Regions from separate parts of the Zea mays genome. Here regions 1 and 3 are each linked to region 2. A link is a contact called in public Hi-C data. All regions are on one chromosome and are shown on one strand. Each heading gives the region's core, a stretch centred on a gene start, on an enhancer-like site or on the middle of the called end of the contact. The rest is flanking DNA. Distances are from core to core; before and after follow the strand shown.

Region 1 (4,250 bases), core at 809-3,308, 310 kb after region 2:
TAAGGTATTCGATGTTCTAAAATGTGTGCTTAGTGATAACCATAACTCATGCACCCAGATGAATTGCTGATGGAACTAGGTACTGTTCATGCGAAAGGTGGGAATAATATAAAAAATTGTAAAAATTGTAACATGTAGGATGGATATATTAGAGCTAGAAACATACCATTCAAGAATGCATTGGAGATGGAACTCATGTTTGCAGCCAGTCAACTAGAAAGGCAAAAACAATAATTGGTTACAGAAATAACCTTTATATGCAAAATATCTCAACTAACAAAATGGCAACTTACTGCAGAAGGGTCACTCTCACAGAAAGCCTCAAGGCAAATGCTGCATGCATCATCACATGCGTCCTGAATGCCACCCTCCACAAAGGCTGCAGCAGATGTCAAACCCTCAATCTTAGCTGTCTCATCAGTTACAGATGCCATTGCAACTGTATCACAGCCCTGAAACAAAACAGGCAAAAAAAAAGAAGCTCAGACACAGCAATTTAATTGCCCCACAACCTAATATTGAGTCACTGAGTTGAGAGGAAAGACAAATATGTTCAGCTATTTATAGGTATTTAAAATCAGGAAGTTTTGAGATATTCAAGTTATCGGATATACTTTTATTAAACGCTCCATATGAGACACTAATCGCACATTTGCACTACAAGGGGAACACAATACCAGGAAAAATATCAATACAAAATACTTCCATTGAAAACAACAAGATCTGCTTTGCTCGATAGGAACGTCTCATCTTTCATTTTCCATTCCAACACAACATGTTCCACGTAATAACATCATCAACAAAGCTTCACATATTTATGCAAACAATGCTCCGGAAAAGATTGGTAACCTCACAAAAATGCACACCTTTTTAGTAGACCAATCTAATCTTTCAAGTAGCACAAAAACAAAAGGCCAAGGTAATATCACACAGAATTATCTAGATCAACCAAGACAAAAAAGATAAAACACATTAAAAGATAGGTGACAGCATGACTACTCTATAAAACAAGCAGGCACGTGAAAAATAATCTCAGAAATCAAAAGTTTTAGATGAAAACAAAAGATTATTGATCATCACTGGTACTGATATATCCCCTGCTATCACCAGCAATCATCATTAGACATTACACAAAATGGAGCAAATGCATCTCAAGTCTTAAAGTGTAACAGGCAATAAAATAGTAGCAATACCGACGATTTATTGGTATGCATATTTACGAATTTTGCCAAATGCTGAACGCATCAGGGCTCTATTCCATACACCACACACTCCTCTGCGAGACAGCCCGAAGCACGGAAACCACACATGACAACCCATTCACCACAAATCAAAGTGACAGACCATCCCGATCACGTAACAATAACCAGTTACACTCGATGCTGAGGAACAATTTTGGATCACCAGCGGCTCAGTGAGCCAGAATTGACCCGGCTGAGTACTGCACATTCTCTGAGCTCGGTAAATTGGACCGAAAACCCCAACACATCAATGATCACATCTCTTAAGAAAGGCACAAGATAATCAGCTCAATTCCACAGAGGTCCTCACCCGAATCCCAATCTAAAGTATGCAAAAGGGCCAAACCAATGAGATGACCGTAAAACTATCTTCCTCGAAACAGAAGAGTAAGACATAAGGCTACCGTATGGAGCTAATATCCGAATTCGTTCTGAATTCCCGCGTCCAGAACCCCAAAATCCGACCGCATCAAACACAACCCCCAAGCAGCTCACTGCGACGACGACGACGACCGCCCAAATCGTCCAGGACGAGCAGGCACCTACCACAAGGACCCGAATTCTCCGGGAACCAAACCCCAGACGACCCGCTTCCCGGAACAAACCCAACTGCAATCGAAACGATCCGAACTCTCCGCCCTCCGAATGGCCGCTGCCGTGGGACCCGACCACGCCGCGGTCAGAGAGGGGGGATCTGGCCTTACCAGGCAACGCCGGGCCGCCGGTGACTCCGCGCACCCCCCGATCCGGCTCGGATTCGTTGCGTGAGGGAGCACGAAACCCTAGCCCTCTCTCCTCCCTAGCGCTCTGTGAATCTGTGATTATGATGAGGTGTAGACGGAGAGACGATGGGGAAAGGCAGAGGAGAGACGAAAAAGGGTGAGACGAGCGAGACGCGTGCCTCGTCCCCACTCGGCCCCCACCGCCCGCTCGACCCAGCAGGGTGGGCCCCGCCGCCCCTATCTCTGTCCACTACCACCGCACTCCTCCGCGCGCTGCCTCACGAGCTCACCAGCTCCACGCACACCGACGCGTGGGCCCGACGATGATTTCGGCCCACCCGCCAGTGGGTCACGACTCGATACCCCGTGGCCGTGCTCGGTTCGGTGGGGGAGTAGTTGGTGCGGGGGCACCGCTAGCCTGATAGGACACGGCGGTGCGGCAGGCGGGCGGGCCGGCCTCCAACCAAATACGTTTTGACCGCGCCGTCCACGTACCCGAGAGAAGGGCCCGCCTTGCGGCTGATTCCGACCCCACGTGTCGGCCGGTGCGGCGCGTGGGGTACGCCGTACGCGAGCGGGGGAAGTTTGTTTGGTTCCTGGTGGTGGGGTCGAGAGCTGCGGTAGGGCCAGTGGGGCAGCGGGGGCGGGTAGCAGCGAAGGCCGTGAGGGGGTGGCGCGTGGCGGCCTGGCGGGGAGCGCGTGGGCGCGGGGTTCGAGGTGGAGGCAGGGTAACGGCACGTCGTCGTCGCGACCGGCCAGCGTCGTCGTCGCCGTCAGGGATAATGTCAGAAAATCTAATGTGGGCGGGTGCATGACAGGTGGGGCATACGCGAGCTGGGCTTCTCTGCCCTTGTGGCAGTTGCCTGTGTCCGGTTTGAACTAGGGGCGATTCAGGCATTTCGTTGTGATGTTTAAGCCTTTAAGGCCGATCCTGATCCAAATATCTTCATTTGTGGATAAAAATCCAAGGGGGTTTGATCTAAAAGGCTGTGTTCTGATTGTCATGTGTGTGAGCGCGCTGGTGTTCGTCTTTGTCAGGTCGTACAATAATAATTAGTCGATAACGATGCAATTTAGGAAAATACAACAAATTCACCTTAAAAGACCTTATCTTTGCCCAGAAATTTGGCTGACAGGGGGCGAGTTCGACTTCTCAATCTATTTTGACTCCTTGAAAAGCCACAAGTCAATCAAAATTTTGGCTTCCATCCAAAATCCATAACTGAAAGCCGCTTTTGTCTAGAACAGATTTCCCAGCATTTTTGTTTTCACCTACTTTTGGCCGGCATCAAACAATCTCGAAAATTCTACTACCTTCGTTTACAAATACATGAAACCTTTGATTTTTTTTCGAAAACTTTAACCACTCATCTTATTCAAACTAGGTGAGTGCCCGTGCGTTGCAACGGGAACTGTTGAAAGAAGGGAGCAAAGGGTAGTGTTTATCGGCTGGACAGGGAAGAAGAGCACGGATCTAGGGACGACGACAGCGGCGGTGGCGTGCAAGGGAGTGCGACGTGAGGGTCGGGGGGCAACGAACGTGTGCTACGATGTTAGACCGGTCAGCCAACAACCCACGCATGCGAGCCAACAACACACGCATGCGAGAGGCAGAGAACAACATTATATAAATAGTGGTTAATATGATAAAATACATTGATATGCAAACTCCCCTTTTTGATCACTAACCAATCATGTAGTCCACAACAGCAGGCAACATTTTATCACTAACCATTCGTAGTCTGATAATACAGTCAAATTGCAAAAAGTTCATGACATACTTTATTTCATGACATAAGAACCCTCAGTCCACCAAGCTTGCGTATAGCTCTCTCCTCAGCGACACACCTCTTGTACCTCTGGAACTTGAGTTGGGTGATACCCTGGTGCTTGGGCTTGCCATAGACAATACACTTGGGCAAAGGCCTCTTCCTACAATCCATCAGATTTTTGTCGCCCCTTGCAACAATAGAAAAGTTGTTTGATAAAATTATAGTGTGTAACGATTACATAGAAATAAACAACATATGTATTCTCGACATCAATATATCACAAATCATATGCACAAATGAATGCCACCACAACTATAGACAGACATATCACACCCTACAATCCACCGGATTTTTCCCTTCCCTATGCGTCCAATGTAATACAACAATAATGTAGGCTTGATATGGCAATACACCTATGCGACCTGTGCGATGGCCGATCTGGTAGATCAGATGGTCACCTTGGTCCAAAGAGCTCCATGGCTTCTACACCAAGCGAGCATTCGTCCACTGCAAAA
Region 2 (4,243 bases), core at 1,634-4,133:
AGTAACAAACAAGATAACTAGAATCGTGGATCTACCGGCTCCTAAATTAATTTTGAGAAGGAAGGTAGAATTAAAACTCTTTGACCTAAGTTTCAAAGTAAGGGCTAGTTTGGACCCAAAAATCTATAGGATTGAGGAGAAATGAGTTTATTTTTCCTTTAGAGCTTGTTTGAAAGCAAAAACAGCGAAAGTTATTGGAGGTTCAAAATGAATAGCAAGTGCATTTTAGTCTCTTCAATTCTCTCTGGTATTTTTGTTTTCAAACAAGCTCTTAATCTCATAAATTTATGAAGAGGATTTAAGTTTCTAAACTATCTATAAAGGGTTTTAATTTTGCCGTGCAGAGTATCTAGGTAGCTGGCTATAGTGCGGGTAAAACATTTACCTGTCCATCACAACATATCCGCCATCTAATTTCTACTTGCCTCCGAGCGTACTCACAAACGAGATTGCATATTAAATGGGCCAGTTGACATAAGGCACAGTGGGAGATAATATTCATATATATATTTTCAACTTGCGGATCTGTTAAGGTGACATATATTTTTCAAACTGCGGGATTTTCATATATATATATATATATGAAATATATTCAGATATATATTTTTCGTACATAAGACATATAGGTGAGATATATTTACGAATGGCTTTTGTCCAGGGTTGCATTATCTTATTCTTCTCTTTGAATGACATATGGTACAATCTATTTTTTATGTGGCGACATTGGATCTGTTTGTTTTTCAGTTTTTTTTTTCATGACAAGCTTTTATGACTTACACGCGAAGTTAGATAAAGTGATCTATATGGTTTGAGATATAGGGAGTGACGGATTAACTCGACAGGTTGATTTGAATGATCTTCATTAGCTGTCAGACGATTGATGGATGCCGCGTGCCACCGCCGACGGACCATGCGCGCCGTGCCTTGGCCGGCTGGGCTGGACCGTTCAGCTGTTGCTTTGCTGTCCGACAAAGCGCTGTTTATTACAGCTTCCACTTGTCATCCGGCTTCTATAGACAGCAAATTTTGTTACTAAAAAAATATCAAACTCTAAGGCCCTGTTTGGGAACAAAGTTTTTGAAAACCACAGTTTTTGAAATACTATACTATACTTTAGTTATGACAATATTGTAGTTTATAATACCGCAGTTTTGAAAACTGAGGTCCAGAGCTAAGTTTAGAATGCCTTAAAACAACTATAGTATTTGCAATACTTCAGTTTTGAAAACAGAGATTTTACCCAGCTTGCCAAACACCATTATGTATATAATACTGCAGTATTTGAGAATACTGCATTATTCTTCCAAAACTGCAGAAAAACTTTGTTCCCAAACACCCCCTAAATTTGTACCGCAGGCTCCACGTTTTAACTTACCCATTACTGGTCGTATCGAACTATCGGTGAAACCAAATGCCCCCTCTGTATATTCTACCAAAAAAAAAACAGAGTATGTTGTGTGAGCGGACAACTGGATATTAGTGGTACATCAAAGAGCCAGCTGATTATTAAATACTAAACAAAGAGACATTGGTTACATCTCAATACAGACCGGACTCCAAGAAGACCGTGGTACCGTTTGGTTCACATATTGTTAATGTAATGAGTAACCAAACCAATAACGTTACATTATGTTTGTTTAAATCCAATCGTAATCGATATCATACTAAAAATGGATACCGACTTATTTAAACTTGTTACCGCCGGTATTCAAGTGTGAATCAATACCATTACTATTTACGTTACATTTCGTGAACCAAACGACACCCGTGTTCCATCTTCCAACCTTGGCCACCAGTTCCTATCTACATCAATACGTTATTTGACTGTACATTGTAATATGTTATCTGACTTTGTGTACTGTTCTTACCTAGGCTGTAAGATTGACATCATCAGAAGATCTATCACATCGTTCATACTTTAAACACTACGGACTTCTTTGGATTACAGCATTGGTAAAACACAGGGATAGAAACAAAAAATATACAAATCAAGAGTTGAATGACACTTGCATTACATAGAAAAATTTTCAATAGGTTGGACCTCATGTTAAAAATCCTCCAAAATCTAACTACAATGGTCCATTCCATAGAAGTTTTACATGATTTATAAAAACTTAATCATTTGTTCTAAAGGATAGTTAAATTTTTCTACATGATTTGAATCCTTCAAAATTCCTTCGTAATTTTTATTTGGGATGTAAGATTGACCTCATCAGATGACCTATCATATTATTTATATTTGAAAATCTACTATGTCCAGCCGAGAAAACAGTATGACTATTTATGTCTAACAGTGGTGGCCGCCTTTAACATGTCACTGGTCAGTAGCATCACCGTTCCCGTCGGTCGTTTGGGTGGCCAAACAGGGGCTTCCGGCAGTCGCCACTTTGAACAGAACACGAGAGCAATGGCTCTGCCTGTTTTCCTCTCTCTCTCTCTCTAGCCATTGTATCTATTCAATTCACTTCACTGTAGAGTGCCCTGGGCTCCGGCTCCGGCCGGCTCCAAGGGTCCACCCTCCTCCGCCTCTATTCAGAATCTCCCCAATTCACTAATCACTGCTATTAAGTACGTAATTAATCTTTTTCATATTTAATTAGCTGATAACAATATTTATTACGGTACTATAAATATTATATAATTTTTTTAAACTTTGGAAAATGATGTATATAAGGTAAATAGCTCAGTTAATGGGTAAAGGGGCTGAAACTGAATAAAGAGAATAGTTGAAGAGGGAGAGACATAGAGAGAAATGAAAGAGGTGAAGTATTTAAAAATGAATAGAAGCATGGGAGATGACAGGGGGCATTGTTGGAATCAGCCTGTTGGCCACGCGGGCCCCAGCCCCGACTCCCCGAGCACCATCAGCAATTCAGCAGTCTACCAGTCCTCCCTCCGCGGCCGTCTGCTACTTCTGTGATCTCTCCTCCCCCGTCTTTCGTCTCCGGTTGCATCCCCGACGTCCTCGCCTGCGGTGAGCGACTCCCGCTCCCGCCCCCCGCCCAACTGACCGCGGATCTTTCGGCCGGCCGAAATCCCCGTCCTTCTTGGACGCCGCTCTCTCCTCTCCTGTTCTCGCTTCCGCCGCAGCGTGAGCCCGACTGTATGGGGTTAGGATAGATTCTTTCGGGAAAATACTCTCGAGGCTCCGCGGCCGCCTTTCATAGCTGGAGACGCACGAGCATCGGCATAAAAGCTCGCGTTTTCCTATCCGGGACCCCGAAATTCCGATCCTTTTTCTTCGGCAGGGAACAGTGCAAAAAGGGGGGAGGGACTGGGACATTAGTTTCTGCGCCTCACCTGCTTGATCGATCTGGCGATTTTAACCTCTTTGTCCTTTGGAGAAGTTCCTCATCTTCAGAGTCGTGTCGTGGGGCGTGCTAGGTGGGAGGGCGGGGCGGAGGAGCTGGAGGTTCCTGGTAGCGGCTGCCGCCGGCCATGGAGAAGAGGAAGCGGATCCTGGAGCTGCGGGATCGGCTGGACCGGACGCTGGCGATGCCCGACCTCGCGGAGGAGGCCTCGCTCAGGGCGCTGGTGAAGAAGCAGATCCTGGCGTCGTCCCTGCCCGGCTCCGATCAAGGTGCTTGCTTGCTCTCTTTACTTCCTCTGCTCAGCTCGCGTGGTTCATCTATTTCTTGGACTGAGTATGAGCATATTAATGGCACTGATGATTGTACCGTTTCTTCTTTTCAATGATCCGTTTGAGCCTTTATGGTCTGATTAGAGAAGGTAGGGGCGCTAGTGCTACCTGAAGGCCTTGATTGTGGTAGCGTATTTGCTGGCCTACATGTAAAAATGGTTGTCTGCTCAGTGTTTCTTGACTAGTGCTTTTGCGTGTCCTCTTTCAGGTGACATCGATCTCATTGCTGAAACGCGGGCAAAAGAAGTCTCTGAGTTTCTTGAAATGCTAGATACTTCGAGGGACGGACGATCTTCCAAGGTCCATGGGCTGCCACAGAAGGAGTGGAAGGTATGCATCAAACTGAATTTGTTAGCTCATTCATAGTGACATCAGCTCGCTGAAATAATTATTCTTTTTTTAGTTTGTGATGCTATCACCATTTTCCAGAATGCAACATTTCACTTGTGTTTGTGATTTCTATATATTATTAGATTATATGGTGCTTCAAAGTTCTCTAACCTGTTCCTCTCCAGTTTTTGGGATCGATTAGTTTCTCTTTTATGTTTCTCAGTTAGTGCTTATGAATGGCTGCAGTGATCCTTAGCTACTTTTCGTTGGCAG
Region 3 (3,911 bases), core at 1,343-3,842, 440 kb before region 2:
AGACGAGGTACTTTGCCAAGTGTCAGGACCATAGCATTCAGCAAAGAACAAAGACCTGGGCACCGGTATAGGTTCTTTGCCGAGTGTAGTGGCCCTGACACTCGGCAAAGAACCTGACATGGGGACCCGCTGACGGATTCTTTGCCGAGTGTCTGTCGGCAAAGGTAACTCCTTTGCCGAGTGTCACCTAGGACACTCGGCAAAGACGCCGTCTCCGTTACCCTGGCGTCGTGACGGTGGCTTTTCTTTGCCGAGTACTTCCTGGCACTCGACAAAGTCTGTGCCGAGTGCCCGAGAAAAAGTACTCGGCAAAAAGGCTTTGCCGATATACTATGTGCCGAGTCCTCTTTGCCGAGTGCGACACTTGGTAAAGCTTTTGCCGAGTGCGACACTCGGTAAATCTTTTGTCGAGTGTTTTTTAGGCTTTGCCGAGTGCTTCAGACACTCGACAAAGCCGTCGATTCCAGTAGTGTTTGTTATAGTCTTGAAAACATTTAAGTTAAAATATATTATTTTAGTATGACCAAACTAAAGTTTAGGCCTAATGCAACGATATTCAAACACCCTTTAAACTAAACATTAATCCGTGTTTTGGATACCAAATAGGAGACCTAAATTCAAACGAACTAATGACGCTTTTAAAAAAACTAACAGAGACTCATTGATGAGTATAGTTTGTTAGGATAAGAAAAAAAATTCAATTAGTCCATGTTTAGGGCTCTGTAGGAATTTCATAGGAATGGTATAGGAATTTTTACATGAATTAGTTTCAAAAAAACACACACAGAAAGCTTTCCTTAGTTCCAAAAGAGCCTTTAACCTATTTTTCTAAGCGTGGACAAGACTTGAGTTCAGTGATCCAGATAGTCCATGAGGTGACAGATAAGTCAACGGGTGTGTGTAGGCGGGGTGTGGGGAAAAAAAGGGAATGAAGCGAGGCCGTAGAGTAGAGTAGGGGGGGGGGGGGGGGGGGGGGCTTTTTTTTACCTTAGCTTGTTGTGCATATGACTGTGCTAAAATTACCATCTTTCTCCTAGCCTAGTACACGGTGCATGGGAGTACAGGACAGGTACAGCGAGGAGGCGTGCATTGCCGGTCAGCGCTCGCGGCGCGGCCTCGCCGGCCGACTGTACAGAGCGGCCGGCGCGCGGCAAGGAGGTAGTAGTAACAGTGTCGCGCGGCCGCAGCAGAGACAGAAGCGCGTTTATGATGGATGGAAGGATGGGGATGGGGGCTCGATCGATCGGGATCGCCTTCCTCTGCTGCTTGCAATGCAATTCATGGATGGAGGAAGCCTGCCTGTGGCAGGAGTACAGTGTAAAACACTAGTGTACGTAGTATGGCATGCCCTGTGCTCCCATGTGTGCTACTATTGCCGCGTCGTCTGCAGGCTTTCTCCGGCGGTGGCCCTGCTGCCCTCGAAGACTGGACTGGAGACTGGACATTGGGACACCGGCGCTGCAGGAGCCTGCCGAACGTATTATTTGGGCATCAATGGTTTCCCTATCGACTGGTAGCTTGGGGGGCGATGCGTGCAGTGAGTTTTTTCCTGTTTGAAACAAAATGGTTTTATGATACCCCATAGACACAATTAAAATAAGCTGGTCGGGCTTTTTCTCCGTCAACAAGTAGGTGGAAATAGATGTAATTGTCCGAAACATTAAAACCGAATTTGCTCAAATCCAATCCAATGAAGGCAGTATGGAACCCGCTGTGTGTCAATGCTGGGCAAACCGTAAATAATACGACCAGCAGGCTCGAGAGCCAAGCCAGTGTGCAGTCAGGCAGTCTTTCAAGGACTCGAGGGCAGCTGGGCCACCGCCGAAAAGCCTGTAGACGCGGCAGCAGCTTGCGAGAGCAGAGAGGCATGCCGCGCCACGGCGCCCTGCCCCCAGTGCTGGTACGCGCCGGTCGGAGTCCTGCAGCGCGCGACGCCCGACGCCTGGGTCCCTCGTAGGCCGCCGGCGCCAAAGAAGGCGTGGAGAACGGAGATTGCAGGCTACGTGTTGTAGAGCACAGGAGCTAGCGCGTTGCGGGACGACGGAGACGGGAGACCCGGGCGAGGGGCGGCAGCGGCATGCCTGCCGCTCAGTGCAGCGTCCGCAGGCTTTTCGGCGGGGGGGTGGGCCTGGCCTGCCCTTGGAACGAATGGACATCGGTGGTGGAGCCTATTGCGCAACGAATGCGAGCGCAGGCGGGCGTCGCCATGCCGCGCGTACACCAAGTACAGTACACAGTGCACGGCTCGTGCGTCGCATGCATGCGCGCACTGTGCCCGTCGTGCGCGCGCCGGCCGACTCGCTCTCTCACTCACTCCCCCCCCCCCCCCCCCCCCCCCCCCCCCCCCCCCCCCCCCCCCCCCCCATTCTGCGCAGCGGTAGAGCCATAGAGGAAGGAGGGTGGACCAAGAAATATTTATTATGGCCTGCGGCCTGCCATGCCACTCTGCCTGCCTCGCGTACAGCTCCTTTTCCATCCAGACGATGCCAAGCCATGGCCGCATGCATATGGGGGGTCGCCGGGTCGAAACCCAAGCCGAGCGTGCACCTATAAGTACTACGTACTCTTTACTACTTGCATCCGGCCAGCCACTGCCTTTCTCCCACCACCGGCGCCGTAGCTTGCTTTTAGTTAGTTACCTTCTCGATCTGCTGCCCTCTTTCCATCGTCTTTGCCTTCCACGGCACACAGGTCCTTCCTTGTACTCACTACTCAGGCCTCTTCTTTTCTGAGGGCCATGGAGAAGGCGCGGCGGCGGCACGTGCCGGCGTTCGGGGAGTGGAACTACTACTACTCCTCCTCCTCGTCAACCTCCCCGGACTCCGCGCCCGCCGCGGCCGAGCCCTGCTGGTGGTACGCGCCGGAGCCGGAGGCCCGCAGCGAGGCCTGGTTCAGGTACTCCCCGCCCCCCCGCCGCAGGCCGGCGCCGGTGCCGGCTTCCAAGAAGGCGCGGCGGCCCGAGACCGCGGGCGGCGGCGGAGGAGCCGTCGCCGCCGCCGTAGCTGCGGAGCGCAAGAGGGCGGCGGCGCCCAAGGGATCCGGCCGCAGGGTGGTGGTTGTCAGGCCCGTCGACGAGGACCTTTACCGCGTGCCGCCGCCGGACGACAACGACGGCGCCGCCGCTGTCTCCCGCCTTCCCAGACGCCGGGTACGTACGTACGTGGCACGGCAGACAGACATATATGTGCAATGCCGCAGCCAACGACTGCAAAACAAACGCTTGCGTGTTCTGAAAACTTCGTCGTCTCGGGCTGTGTGTTCTTTGCAGAAGCGTGCGGCGAGGAGGAGCTTGTGGATGGGTTGCTTGGGCCTCAACTGCGTGGCCTGAAGCCTGAAGCCAGTAGTAGTAGTACGTAGGTTTTACAAGGTGCATTCGGGCGGCTAATTAAGCTCAGTAGTACTACTGATTAGTTAAGCTGTATACGTATAGTAAGTATGTCGTGCCGTGCGTATGGGATCTGGGCAAGTTGTACTAGTACTAGTAGTTAGTGGTAGAGTCAGGGTGCTCTTCACATTTTCCATGTTTCGTGTTCGTCGTTAGCTTAGACCACTCGCACTGTACTGTGTGCCATACCGATTGCTGTATAAGGCAGCACGGAGCAGATTAGAGGACCCAGCAGCAGTTGTTGTGCCAGCCAAGAATTAGAGTAGTACCGGTCAAATTCAACAGGGCCCAGTAGATGTTGCAGCATCTCTTGTCTCTCTGGGTTTACCGAAACTAAAACACTGCCTTAGTTTTCAGCCGCTTCAGATGTTTGTACTCATGTACTGACAAGTATGTTGCCATAAGCATGCAGAACAAATATATTATATATTTATATAGAGAGAGAGCTATCCTGTTGGTAGCCTTCGCACGTACTGACGTACACGTACTGCTGGTAGCCTTCGCACGTCCTGATCATTCTGAACTG

What was found. A called contact is a pair of places that touch in the nucleus more often than the background predicts.
Region 1: a contact with region 2 is called in a Hi-C map of ear, with 2.4 times the contacts expected there. The contact joins the promoter of LOC100191868 here to the promoter of LOC100275578 in region 2. A contact is called at or near these places in 4 of 25 Hi-C or Micro-C datasets (ear, endosperm, leaf and 1 more).
Region 3: a contact with region 2 is called in a Hi-C map of ear, with 2.7 times the contacts expected there. The contact joins the promoter of LOC100216978 here to the promoter of LOC100275578 in region 2. A contact is called at or near these places in 3 of 25 Hi-C or Micro-C datasets (ear, endosperm and tassel).

The regions. Positions count from the first base shown.
Region 1 is chr4:207,022,587-207,026,836 of Zm-B73-REFERENCE-NAM-5.0, forward strand. LOC100191868 reads right to left here and starts at 2,059. Exons shown (of 9, transcript NM_001137292.1): 1 at 1,946-2,059; 2 at 294-452; 3 at 167-213. The coding sequence starts at 434.
Region 2 is chr4:206,716,289-206,720,531 of Zm-B73-REFERENCE-NAM-5.0, forward strand. LOC100275578 reads left to right here and starts at 2,884. Exons shown (of 11, transcript NM_001149629.3): 1 at 2,884-2,974; 2 at 3,385-3,580; 3 at 3,849-3,970. The coding sequence starts at 3,439.
Region 3 is chr4:206,277,942-206,281,852 of Zm-B73-REFERENCE-NAM-5.0, forward strand. LOC100216978 reads left to right here and starts at 2,593. Exons shown (of 2, transcript NM_001143358.1): 1 at 2,593-3,148; 2 at 3,269-3,911. The coding sequence starts at 2,738. The coding sequence ends at 3,328.